Linked DNA regions of Sus scrofa: regions 1 and 3 are each linked to region 2. Evidence: chromatin contacts called from public Hi-C and HiChIP or PLAC-seq data. All regions are on one chromosome and are shown on one strand. The core of a region is the stretch at or near the end of the contact, and the rest is flanking DNA. Distances in the headings are between cores, read along the strand shown.

The links. Hi-C and Micro-C count contacts between places; a contact is called where the count stands out from the background. HiChIP or PLAC-seq counts read pairs in DNA pulled down with a chosen protein or histone mark.
Region 1: a contact with region 2 is called in an H3K27ac HiChIP or PLAC-seq map of alveolar macrophages. The contact joins the promoter of HMCES here to the promoter of RPN1 in region 2. A contact is called at or near these places in 1 of 5 promoter capture datasets (liver), 1 of 47 Hi-C or Micro-C datasets (embryonic fibroblasts) and 1 of 2 datasets of contacts at active chromatin or transcription factors (alveolar macrophages).
Region 3: a Hi-C map of liver shows a contact between it and region 2, with 2.3 times the contacts expected there. The contact joins the promoter of COPG1 here to the promoter of RPN1 in region 2. A contact is called at or near these places in 4 of 47 Hi-C or Micro-C datasets (embryonic fibroblasts, liver and skeletal muscle).

What each region holds. Positions count from the first base shown.
Region 1 is chr13:71,730,570-71,734,294 of Sscrofa11.1, forward strand. It overlaps HMCES (embryonic stem cell-specific 5-hydroxymethylcytosine-binding protein), which reads left to right and starts at 1,742. Exons shown (of 6, transcript XM_013980659.2): 1 at 1,742-2,118. The coding sequence starts at 1,936.
Region 2 is chr13:71,891,167-71,895,089 of Sscrofa11.1, forward strand. It overlaps RPN1 (ribophorin I), which reads left to right and starts at 1,434. Exons shown (of 10, transcript NM_214333.1): 1 at 1,434-1,705. The coding sequence starts at 1,442.
Region 3 is chr13:71,705,078-71,708,855 of Sscrofa11.1, forward strand. COPG1 (coatomer subunit gamma-1) reads left to right here and starts at 2,020. Exons shown (of 25, transcript XM_021069417.1): 1 at 2,020-2,175; 2 at 2,997-3,049; 3 at 3,500-3,580. The coding sequence starts at 2,139. It overlaps CNBP (cellular nucleic acid-binding protein), which reads right to left and starts at 1,950. Exons shown (of 5, transcript XM_021069428.1): 1 at 1,326-1,950.

The DNA.
Region 1 (3,725 bases), core at 492-2,991, 160 kb before region 2:
CAGGTCACGGCAACGCTGGATCCTTAACCCACTGAGCGAGGGCAGGGATCAAAGCTGCAGCCTCATGGTTCCTAGTCAGATTTATTAACCACTACGCCACAACAGGAACTCCAGAACAACTGCTATTTCTGCAGGCTCATGCTTAGTGGTCCGGCTTCCCTACTTCCAAGAACACTTTTCCACCCCCTCCCCTTGCACCCGCAGCCCTTTGGCCATTGTACTTAGCCTGAGGCAAGACCCTGTTGCTGGTCTCTATCTGAGCCCACACCCAGGAGCAGCAGCAGTGCATGTTTGATGAGGGAATGACAGCAGTAGCAGAAGTTGTTTGTGCCCTTAAACTACCCTCCTTTTCTAAATCAGTGAGGCCTGAGGATTTGGTGGATTACCTGGCTTTTGCCTAACCTCAGGCCTGTGGTGAGGTGTACACTGGGGTTTCCCTGCTGGGAAATAGCCCATAGAGAGCACAAGTCTCTGGGGGTGTTTTTTTGGCTGCTCCCGCAGCATGCAAAAGTTCCTAAGCCATGGAGTTCCCGTTGTGGCTCAGTGGTTAACGAACCCGACTAGTATTCATGAGGATGCAGGTTCAATCCCCGGCCTCACTCAGTGGGTTAAGGATCCTGCATTGCCGTGGCTGTGGCGTAGGCCGGTAGCTACAGCTTCAATTCAACTCCTAGCCTGGGAACCTCCCTATGCCACAGGTGCAGCCTTAAAGAGACAAAAAAAAAGTTCCCAGGCCAGGGATAGAACCCCACACCACAGCAGTGACAATGCTGGCTCCTTAACCTCTGCACAAGGCAACTCCCAGAAGTCTGTTTATGTCCCAAGGGAGCAGGCTCAGCGGCCAACCCCTGCTGAGCCTTTAAACTCAAGCCAGATGGTTTTGCCAATTTTGTGGCTGAAATACACCTGTAAAGCCTATTTTTTGTTCTTTTTAGGGCCGCACCTGTGGCATATGGAAGTTCCTAGGCTAGGGGTCGAATCACAGCTACAGCTGCCAGCCTATGCCACAGCAACGCAGGATCCGAGCCACAACTTCGCCCTACACCATAGCTCATAGCAGCACTGGATCCTTAACCCACTGAACGAGGCCAGGGGCCTAACCCACATCTTCATGGATCTTAGTCTGGTTCCTTAATTCTGAACCAGGAAGGGAACTAACCCTCCCTCCCCCTTTTTTAACTCTAGGCCTCAGCTTTGGGTGTAGGGGGAGAGATGAGGGCCCTGGAAATTGCTCTGGTGCTCAAGGGGTTTGAGAGTGACTTGTGTGATTGATGCAAGTTTTCTGATGGTTTTTCAATTTTTGCCCAAACTATGAAGCAGTTAGTAGGACTGTGAAGTAAGGGAAACGTTTTCTGACTTCACCCCTACAGAGAAGGGCCCTTCAGACCCTAGGGTCCCCTCTAGGTGTCCTGGGGACTCTTCCAGGCCACAATCCCCAGGTTCGCTCTGGAAAGGGAGTTAACTCCGAAGGGGAACGGCCCACACGGAGGACGTGGAGCCCCGAAAACCCTGGGATCGAGGAGTCCTCAAAGGCAATCAGAGGGTCCTCCTCGAGCGCTTTCCGAAGAGCCAGGTTGGGGAGCCCTGTCTCTGGTCAGGGTGGAGGAGGGGAAAAAGTGCCCGAGTGAAGCTGGCCTCGCGGGGCCGGCCTGCTGGGGGCGGGGCTTAGCGCGGAGAGAGGCGCGGGCGCCGAGCCTGAGGTGAGGCGGGTTGAATACTGCCGAGGCGGGACCCGAGGCGCGGCTAAGGCGGGACCGGCGGGCGGAAGAGGTGGGGGTGAGGCGGGACTAGCGGGAGGCGGGAGGCCCCGGGAGCTAGGGGAGGGGAGGGGCGGGCGGAGGCCCAGGCCAAGAGCTGGCGTCGAGCGGCTGGAACCGTCCCCTAGTGCAGGAACCTGCGGTGTGAGGTGCGGCGGTGTGAGCGGCGGCACAGAGCATGTGCGGGCGGACGTCCTGCCACCTGCCCTTGGAGGCCCTCACCCGGGCCTGCGCCTACCGGGACCGGCAGGGCCGCCAGCAGCTCCCGGAATGGAGGGACCCTGACCGGTACTACCCCTCGTACAACAAGAGCCCGCGGTCCAGCACGCCGGTGCTCCTGTCGCGGCGGCACCTGGAGAAGGTGAGCGCTCCCCCCGCGCCGGCTTCTGGCTCCGCGGCCCCCCTCCTGCACGCCGACTTTATGTGCGCCTGTGTCCAAAGACACTTTTTAAGACAGCGTCCTTCAGACCTCACTGGTCATCAGGATCATTTCAGTATCTGTTTTCAAAAAAAGGAAAGTAAAAAGGGATTTCCTCGCCTCTTATCGTCCAGCTAAACCAGAATCTTAATCGCGCGATTAAGACTAGCGAATCTCAAAAAAAAAAAAAACAAAACAAAAAGACTAGCGAATCTCAAAGACCTTTTTGTTTTTTGTTGTTGTTGTTGTGTTTTTGCCATTTCTTGGGCCGCTCCCGGGGCATATGGAGGTTCCCAGGCTAGGGGTCCAGCCTACGCCAGAGCCACAGCAGCGCGGGATGCGAGCTGCGTCTGCAACCTACACCACAGCTCACGGCAACGCCGGATCCTTAACCCACTGAGCAAGGCCAGGGATCGAAGCTGCAACCTCATGGTTCCTAGTCGGATTCGTTAACCACAGAGCCACAACGGGAACTCCTGTTTTGATGTTTCTTGAACCGTGAAGTTTGTATGCCTTCTGCTTGCGTTTTCAATCTTTTTATGTTTGTCTTTTACTGGGGCTACAGTCTGAGGTGTTTGGTTTGGTAATCTGAAGTTTGGTTGCATTCATTGTTTTTATAGTGTCTATCCCCATAGCGTTGGAATGGTCAATAATTTATAATCATGTTTTGGTTCTTACCTCCTGAAAAAGAGTGTGTGTTTGTATGTATACATGCATATACACATGCAGTGTAATAAAAACGTTTATTAATAGTTTCTCCTTGTCTTAAATATTTTAAATATGTTGATATGTTTTTTAAAAAACATGTTTGATTTTTTTCCATCCTGGATTTTTATTTGGCCCATAATGCTTAGATCACTCTGTAAAGTTGATTATACCCCTGTCACATATACTTCAGAACTGTGGTGATAATACGGTCATCAAAAGAGAGATTTTATGTTATAGGATCAAGTTATTTTGAAATAAACCACCAGATTTTTTTGGTTGAATGAAGCCATTTACATGAAGTAGTTTATTCTTGAGCCAACAGTGGATGCATACTTCCCTGTTGAAACTAAGAAGACTTTTTTAATGAGAGGAAAATAAAAATAAAATAAATGTCATGGGGAACCTTGACTGGAAAAGGAAAAAAAAAAGTTTCAGAGGAAGGCATAATTTGAAGAGAGAGGAGAGTTAAGTGTATGAGGTTTATTATGTTTAAGCCTTGGTTCTCTTTGTACCACCTCTTTAGAATTGCAGAATGGATGTTAGCTCAAAGACATTTTTTTAACAGATGTAAAGACAAAAGTATAGAAATTGTGACTTGTCCTAGGTTACCCAATCAGTGAAGTACAGAGCCAGAACTGAGGTCCAGTCCACTGTCCCCACTCCAGTGGATACTCCCTGCAACTAGGAATGGGGAAAGTGGGGCCCTTAAGCTTGCCTAGCCCCTCTTCTGTTAGTGGCATGAAATTGCCGATGTAGTGTTTTGACTCCACATCTCTAGCAAATTTTGTAAAGATTGCTAGCGTTTCCTAATTTTGATAAATATTTGAGGTTTCGTTTTTTGA
Region 2 (3,923 bases), core at 184-2,683:
TTCCTGGCCTGACACAGTGGGTTTAGGATCTGGCCTTGCCACAGCTGTGGTGTAGGTCACAACTGTGGCTTGGATCTAATCCCTAGCCCAGCGGGAAATTCCATATGTTGCGGGGTGGCCAACAAACAAACAAACAAACAAAAACCATGCCACAACACTTGAGGCATGTCTTTGCTGTACAATTGTCACTTAGTGGAAAAAAATCAAAATGGTTCATTCATTTCAGGTTTGGTGGATGGCCCTAGATTTGCACCTGGCTATTGCCAAAACAACTTCCTTGTACAGCATTTTAATAGTGACTGTTAGATGTTTGACACTATCCATCCTGGCATGGGTGATGGGGAGTTAGGAAATCAGGTTTCTAGCCCCAGCTTTGCTCTTAAATAGCTGTGTATCTTTGGATAAATTACCCTCCCTGGACTTGTATTTCACTTTCAGAAAATAAGGATCGTATTGGGATAGCTAATGCTTCTTTTTGTCTGTGAAAATCTGGGGTTTTATTCAACAGCCTGGAGTAGTCCAAAGAGCTCCAGTTCAGGGTCAGTCTAGGTTTCCAAACAACCTGACATTTACTGACTTTGTTGTGTGTTTACTCATCTATACAGTAGGGGTAAATAGCATTTATAATAAAAAATTCATTTATTCATCCAATCAGTGCTAACTGGTCACTATGCCCCACATGCTGAGGTCCTGGGACGAACAGTCTAGACAACGTCCCTGCCCAGCAGAGCAAAACTTCTGTATAAGTTCCTTATTGATGCTGTAACAAATTACTGCAAACTCAGTGGCTTAAAATAACACCAACTTAAATCTATAGTTTCCTAGGATAGAAGTCGGAAACGGGCGTCACTGGGATAAAGACAAGGTGCTTTTGGTTTGTCCTATGTTTCTTGTGGTCTCCCTGAGGTGCATTTTCAGTTCTGTGGGCAGTATCGCAGGAGTGAGGTGCCCTTCTGGGTGTGGTACGTGACGTCACTACGTCCTTCGGTCGGTGATGTTAACCTTGGTCAAGGTGGTGTCTGCCAGGATTCTGGAATATCAATTTACTATTTACCCCTTTGTAATTACTAAGTATTGTAGGGGAGATACTTTGAGACTGTGCAGATGTCCTGTTTCTGCTTAAATTTTTGCTAAAGCTTTTACGTTCTCCGTTAGGGCTATATTCTACCCCATCAGGAAGCAGAAAAGCCACCGTCTCGGTGGGGAGTCGGAGGGTGGCGGGAGAGGCGGAGTGCCAGGGCTCCTTCCCGCGAGAATAGATCGGGAGTGCGCGCGCAGGCAGGCGCCCGGCGGGTCGCCTGTTGCCCTGGAGAAGGGGGTCCTCAGCCCTGGGCGCCGCCATCTTGGGATGCTGGCGGACCCAATGGTCAACTGCGTCGTGGCGGAGGCGGGGCGCAGGGGCGGGCTGGCGGGCGGCCTGAGGCTCAGCTCCATCCCGGCCATGGAGGCGCCCGCAGTCTGCCTGCTACCGCTGCTGCTGTTGCTCTGGGCCTGGGCCCCGGCGCCGGGCCGCGCCTCCCCCGAGGCGCTGCCGCTGGTCAACGAGGACGTGAAGCGCACGGTGGATCTGAGCAGCCACCTGGCTAAGGTGACGGCCGAGGTGGTCCTGGCGCACGCGGGCAGCAGCTCCTCGCCCCGCGCCGCCTCCTTCCTACTAGCCCTGGAGCCCGAGCTGGAGGCCCGCTTGGCGCACCTCGGCGTGCAGGTGAGCTGGGGCCGAGGCGGCGGGGACACGTCAGCACAGGCCGGCGGGCGGGGCTTGGGGTGCTGCTGGCCGGGCCGGAGCGCGATTGGCGAGCGAGGGTGGACTCTGTCCAGTGCGATCGGAAATGGAGCAGCATGTCCCCTGCTTCACGTCTGAATCGTTTGAAACCGTTGTTAATGTAACGCATTTCTTTTGGTCGCGATTTAACTCTTTAAAGGGTTTATTTCTTTTAGTTGAAAGAGTCATACAAGTAATACAGTACAGAAAGTGAAGTCCGGTTCTCTCCCCCTAGACCGGTTGTCATTCTCACGCTGAAGCAGTAAATGGCTCCCAAGTTTGCCTAATCAGTTTCACGCCTCTTGAGGAAGCTGTTGGCTTTGGGAATAGAGAGAATATACCTATGCAGAGGTTTGCTTTTTATTACTGCTTTCATTAAATAGCAGCCATTAAGTCATTACCCAGTTATTGGTTGGGAGAATAGTCATTACAGTGTCGTGTTTCTTCCAAGCACGCCTCTGTCTGACTGAGTTTGGAGATACAAAGCTACCTTTACAGAGATTATGCTTCTGAAATGACTCCTGTACCTTTCATGCCTTGTCTAAAATTTGAAACACAGTTTTGCTTAAAGGTTTGTGGAAAGATTAAAACTTCATTTGAATGTTTTGAAGGTTCAATCGCATTCTTTTATAAAAGCTAGTGCTGATTTAGTGAGGTTGCCACAGGATTACTATCTGGCCTTCATGCTGGAGAGTCTTACAGGCTGGGTTATTGTACTGGTGCCTTATTGAGACTTTATGTCAGGTACTATGGTAGATATTTTAAGTACATCCTCATTTAACTCTCATGGTAGCCCTTTGAGGTATACTGTTAGTGCACCTGAGGAGTCTGAAGTCTGGGAGGGGAAGCTGTATAACCCACTATGTGAGGTCTTCGAACAAAGAGTTGAGCTTTGGTTTAAGACTCTGTATGTTCTTCACTGTCTCATGTTGTCTCTTCTGGACTAGTTGGTTCAAAGGTAGGGTTCTGTTGGAGTATAAAACCTGCAGTCTCATCACCAGCTTTGCTCAGAGTCATTTTTTAGTTTGTAGTCCAAGAGAGAAACGTTAAATGGATGTATGTGCTTCCTTGCCCCTATCTCAGAGGGAAGCATAACAGCGATAATTTTAACCAAGAGGATGTGTATTTTCCAACAACTGACTTGGAGGCTGTGGTGAGGTTGCTAGAAAAATTTTCAGTGACCTATCTTCAGTCCTACATGTAGCACTTTAGGAGGTGGTGGAGGGGACCATGGTGATTACTGAGTAGGAGCCAGTGGTTCCTCATCTTTTTACTACCTAAAACATTATTTTTACACCCATTTGGATCCACATTTGAAATATTTTGTCTTTTTAATCTTTTATTAGTCTATTTTTTCTGGTTTACATATTTAGAGGTGATAATGATATTTCTTTGTCTTTTTAGGGCCATACCTGTGGCATGTGGAGGTTCCCAGGCTAGGGGTCTCATTGGAGCTGTAGCCTCTGGCCTATGCCACAGCCACAGCCAAACCAGATCCGAGCCTTGTCTGCAACCTACACCACAGCTCACGGCAGCGCTGAATCCTTAACCACTGAACGAGGTTAGGCCAGGGATTGAACCCGCAACCTCATGGTTCCTAGTCAGATTCGTTGCCACTGCGCCACAACAGGAACTCCAATAACGATATTTTTAAGAGAAATAAATCAACATATTACTGAACAGTGAGAGTTCCTGATAAGCACGAATATATTAGAATGTTCCCATAATGATAAGATTCTAGTGGAAGTAATGAAATTTATTGTTTTTATTAGGCTATACAACTTTGTTGAGAATGACTGTATGATTACTTTTAGACTTTTTGAAGTATTACACATAGCTTCCTCATTATAGCTTTGTATACCCTCTTGGAAATCAATGTTTCAGTCCTAAAAGGTGGTCTTAATTTTTTTTCCTTTGGTGGAGCTTAGGTTGGCAAAGAGATCAGTGGTGTGTGCATAAGTTTTTTCCTTATAATCTGTTCCACAATCTCATTCGAGATGTCTCCTCTTTCTCAGAAAGACCCTCAGCTTGTTGGCATTGGCATCCTTTCCCTGGTTGCACATTGGCTGCAATGAAGGTTGAGAATAAGGGGGGTGCGAGAGGAGTTCCCGTTGTGGGCACAGTGGAAACAAATCTGACTAGGAACCATGAGGTTGCGGGT
Region 3 (3,778 bases), core at 770-3,269, 190 kb before region 2:
AACTCAAGTGTCCTTTAACTGGTGAATGGATAAACAAAATGTATATGTATCCGTAAAATGGAATATTATTTAGCAATTAACAAGAGTGAAGTACCGATTCATGTTATGATGTGGATGGACCTGGAAAACACTATGCTAAGTAAAAGAAGCCAGATACACAAAAGGTCATACAATGCATGATTCTATTTACATGAAATATCCAGAATAGGCAAATGCGTACAGACAGAAAACGGATCAATGGTTGGGGGGGAGGAGTGAGGGATGGAGAATGTTCTGGAATTAGTGGTAATGGGTGTAGCCTTTTGAATATACTAAGAATCATTGAACTGTACGCTTATAAAAGGGTAACATTAAGGTATGAGGATTATACCTCAATTTTTTAAAAACTAGTAAAATTAATAAAAAATATTATCACAATCAGGATATTGCTATTATCCAATTTACAAATCTTATTCAGAGTTCCCTAATTGCTCCTATACTTTCTGTACTCTGTTTCTACAAAGGACTTAACAATTATCATGAAGAATGTACATTACAGTTAAAAAAAAACCAATAAAACCCTATAATTATATATTAGCTTATACACAGAGCTGGAGTCACAACACACAATTCTCATTGTAAAAATTAGTATTATAAAAATTTTCCTTGGTATGTGATTTTACAGAATTCATATCACACTCTGAAAGGATATTTTAACTCAACACAATTCATCTATATTTCATCTTTTTAACAATCCAAATCTCTGGGGTTCTTTTCTGGTTTTTAATCACGAGCCATGTTTATTTAACCTTAACTATGAACTCTTTTACACCTTGCTTTTCCCTTTTGATGTCTCACTTTATATAAGAAGCTTGGATACTGCCTCACAAGTCATCAGAAATATCCCTTTATAAATGATGTGGATGACAGCATCCGATGGACGTCCTACAATTCCCTTAATCATCCACTTATTGCTGGACATTTAGGGTGTTTCCGATTATCTCGCTGCAAACTGCTGCAGTGGGCAACTTAACTCTTGAGAATTTTCTACGGACAAGGGGTGGGGTTAGAGGTTAAAGATTTTGCTCATCTTTCTGGCTCTTTACAATTTTTGGTGCAAGACTCGCACTTCCCTCGCCGCGCTACCCCGTCACTCCGCTGCGTCCAGCCAGGAGCCTCAGCCTCTGCAATGCCAGACCCAGAGGTTGACCCCTCCCCATCACCTGGGGGCCCCGCCCTAACCGCCCCCACCCCAGGACCTGGACCCCCGCCCGGGCTCATCTAGGTTCCCTCCACACCGCCCCTCCGGCCAGCCGACTTCTGCCCGCCGCCGCGCAAGTCCTGACCTTGGCCCGGGAGTGTCCTCACAGATCCGCGGAGAGTGACCCGGGGCGCCGTGTTTTCCCTTCCAGTCCCTTCCAGTCCCCAGCGCTAGGCGACGCATCCAATAGGTGCTGGCAAAATACTCGAAGATTGAAAGAGCACATTGAAGTTGCTGCGCAGTAGATAAGTAGATCTCAGTTTAGTTAGATCCCTGGAAGTTAACGCGGTACCAAATGGTTCGCACCTGGAGCAGGTGTGAGCGCGGTGCGCAAAGGTGAATTGTAAGAGCCACTTCATGCGTTATTTCAAGCAACAATTTACTGAGCATGTACCGTGCGCCAACATCATCCACGGCAGGGAGTAAAAGAGCAATCAAGGACGAATAGAATATAGTGTCTTGGACGACCATTCGGGCTAGGCAGAAAAATCCGGCCGGGAATGGGGCTGAAAGTGAGGTGAGGCTGGCAGGCCTACCGGAGAAAGTGACAAGACATGTAGCATCTCGGAGGTGGGCCTCCTCTCCTGCCAGAGTGCTAGGGCCTCGCCTCTGGGAGTCCGTTTAAACTCGCGCCACCAGGCGGTGAGGCGTGGACGTCTATAAGCGGAGGAGGCCGTAAGGTCCGGAGTTTTAGCCCCGGCTTCTCCCCAGCAGGGACGGGGTTAACGCCCGACGCGGCGGCGGCACGTGCGCATGCGCAGATCGCGGAGTGCGCCTGCGCATAGCGCCGGGCGACGTGGCCAGCCGGAAGTGGCTGGAGCTGAACTGCTACCGGACTGTCGCTGCCAGCTGCAGGGTCCCTCTGTGAGTGCTGTTTCGCGCTCCCGCCGGCACCACCATGCTGAAGAAATTCGACAAGAAGGACGAGGAATCGGGTGAGGGGGGCCAGGCCCGGGGGAGGCCTGACCGCGCAGACTCCCAGCACCCTCCCCACCGGGCCCCCTTTGGGGCCTCTGTCCTGCCCCGAGGCCCAGGGAGGAACAGCGGCTTCTGTGAGGTCCGTCGCGGGTCAGCAACAGGCCTCGGAGAGCCTGAGCATGCTCCATTGCCTTGCACTCGGAAGCTCCAGCCACGATTCTCTGAGTGACCTTGGACGGGTCACTCGCTTCTCTGGGCCTCAGTTTCCCCTTCTGTCCAAGGAGGGGCCGGGTGGGGAAAACAGTGCTTCTCTGAGGGTTCGCTGGGGCTGCGTTAGTGCTGGCTGCACTGGGACGTGGTCTGAGGAGCCAGGCCCTTTTCAGTGCCCTGTCACTGCAGTAGAGCAAGTGACACACTCAGTGCCCAAGTCGGGAATGTTAGATAGGTCACAGACATAGTGGTGGAGACAGATATCAGTCAAATAATCACTTGTATAACTTACAAGCATAACACCTGCTATGAAGAAATTCTAATCACTGGGAGATGGTGGTCCCACCCGTAGTAGGGACCCGGTTAAGTACCAATTGCATAAATGAAAATATGGCACTATGAGAGGCACAGGAGGACTGTGCAGGGCTGCTGGGTGAAGTGGTTTGCAGTGGCAGGAACCCCCTTGCAGGAGAGTGGCAGGATCTATTGGCAGGTTGTGATTGCCATTCTGAGAAGTTGGTACTTCATTGGATGGACAGTGCGACATCTTTCCCTTGATTGCGACTGGGAGAATTTTGAAATTCAGAGTCGCAACCTGTACTCAGTCCTCTCTGTTCTCTGACAATAGGTGGAGGTTCCAACCCATTCCAGCACCTCGAGAAGAGTGCAGTGCTCCAGGAGGCAAGTGTTATTTGCTCCCCTGTCCCTTCCATCATAAATGTCCACACTCAGAGTGATCAAAATACTAACACATTCAAAGTTCTGGTTTAAAGAACAGTAGGGGAAAAAAACCTGTTCTTGGAAAAACAGGGAAACTTTGTTCCTGGAGAGAGTTCATTATGCTTATCTTTTTTTTGTTGTTTGTCTTCATTTCCCCTTCCAGTTATTTTATAAGTATCTGTTAGTCATTAAGTAAGCACATCACCAGCTAATATGGAAAATTTCAGGAGTTGTTAATAAATGAATTAAGAAAAAAGCAAAACAAAACTCTTTCTTATGAAAATTAGGTTACCTGGCCAGTGTGTCTATTTACCTGGGACTTCTCCAATCTTGAATGTGTTTGAGGGTAGTCATGGAAGGGAAAGAAATTGAACTAGAAGATCGTAGTCTTTCTTGGTTGCTTCTTCTTAGGCCCGTGTGTTTAATGAAACCCCCGTCAACCCTCGGAAATGTGCCCACATCCTCACCAAGATCCTTTACCTCATAAACCAGGTAACAGGGTGAGGCTTGGGGGTGGGGAAAACAGTGCTGGGTATATGTCGGGGAGTTGCACGGCCCATTTGTGCTTGTAGCCAGCAGCCTAGCTCTAGATACCCTCAGCATCTACCTCTGATGTGTTACTGGGTTTTGTTGTTGTTGTTGTTGTTTTATGTTTTGGCTGTGCCCATGGCATGTGAAAGTTCCCAGGCC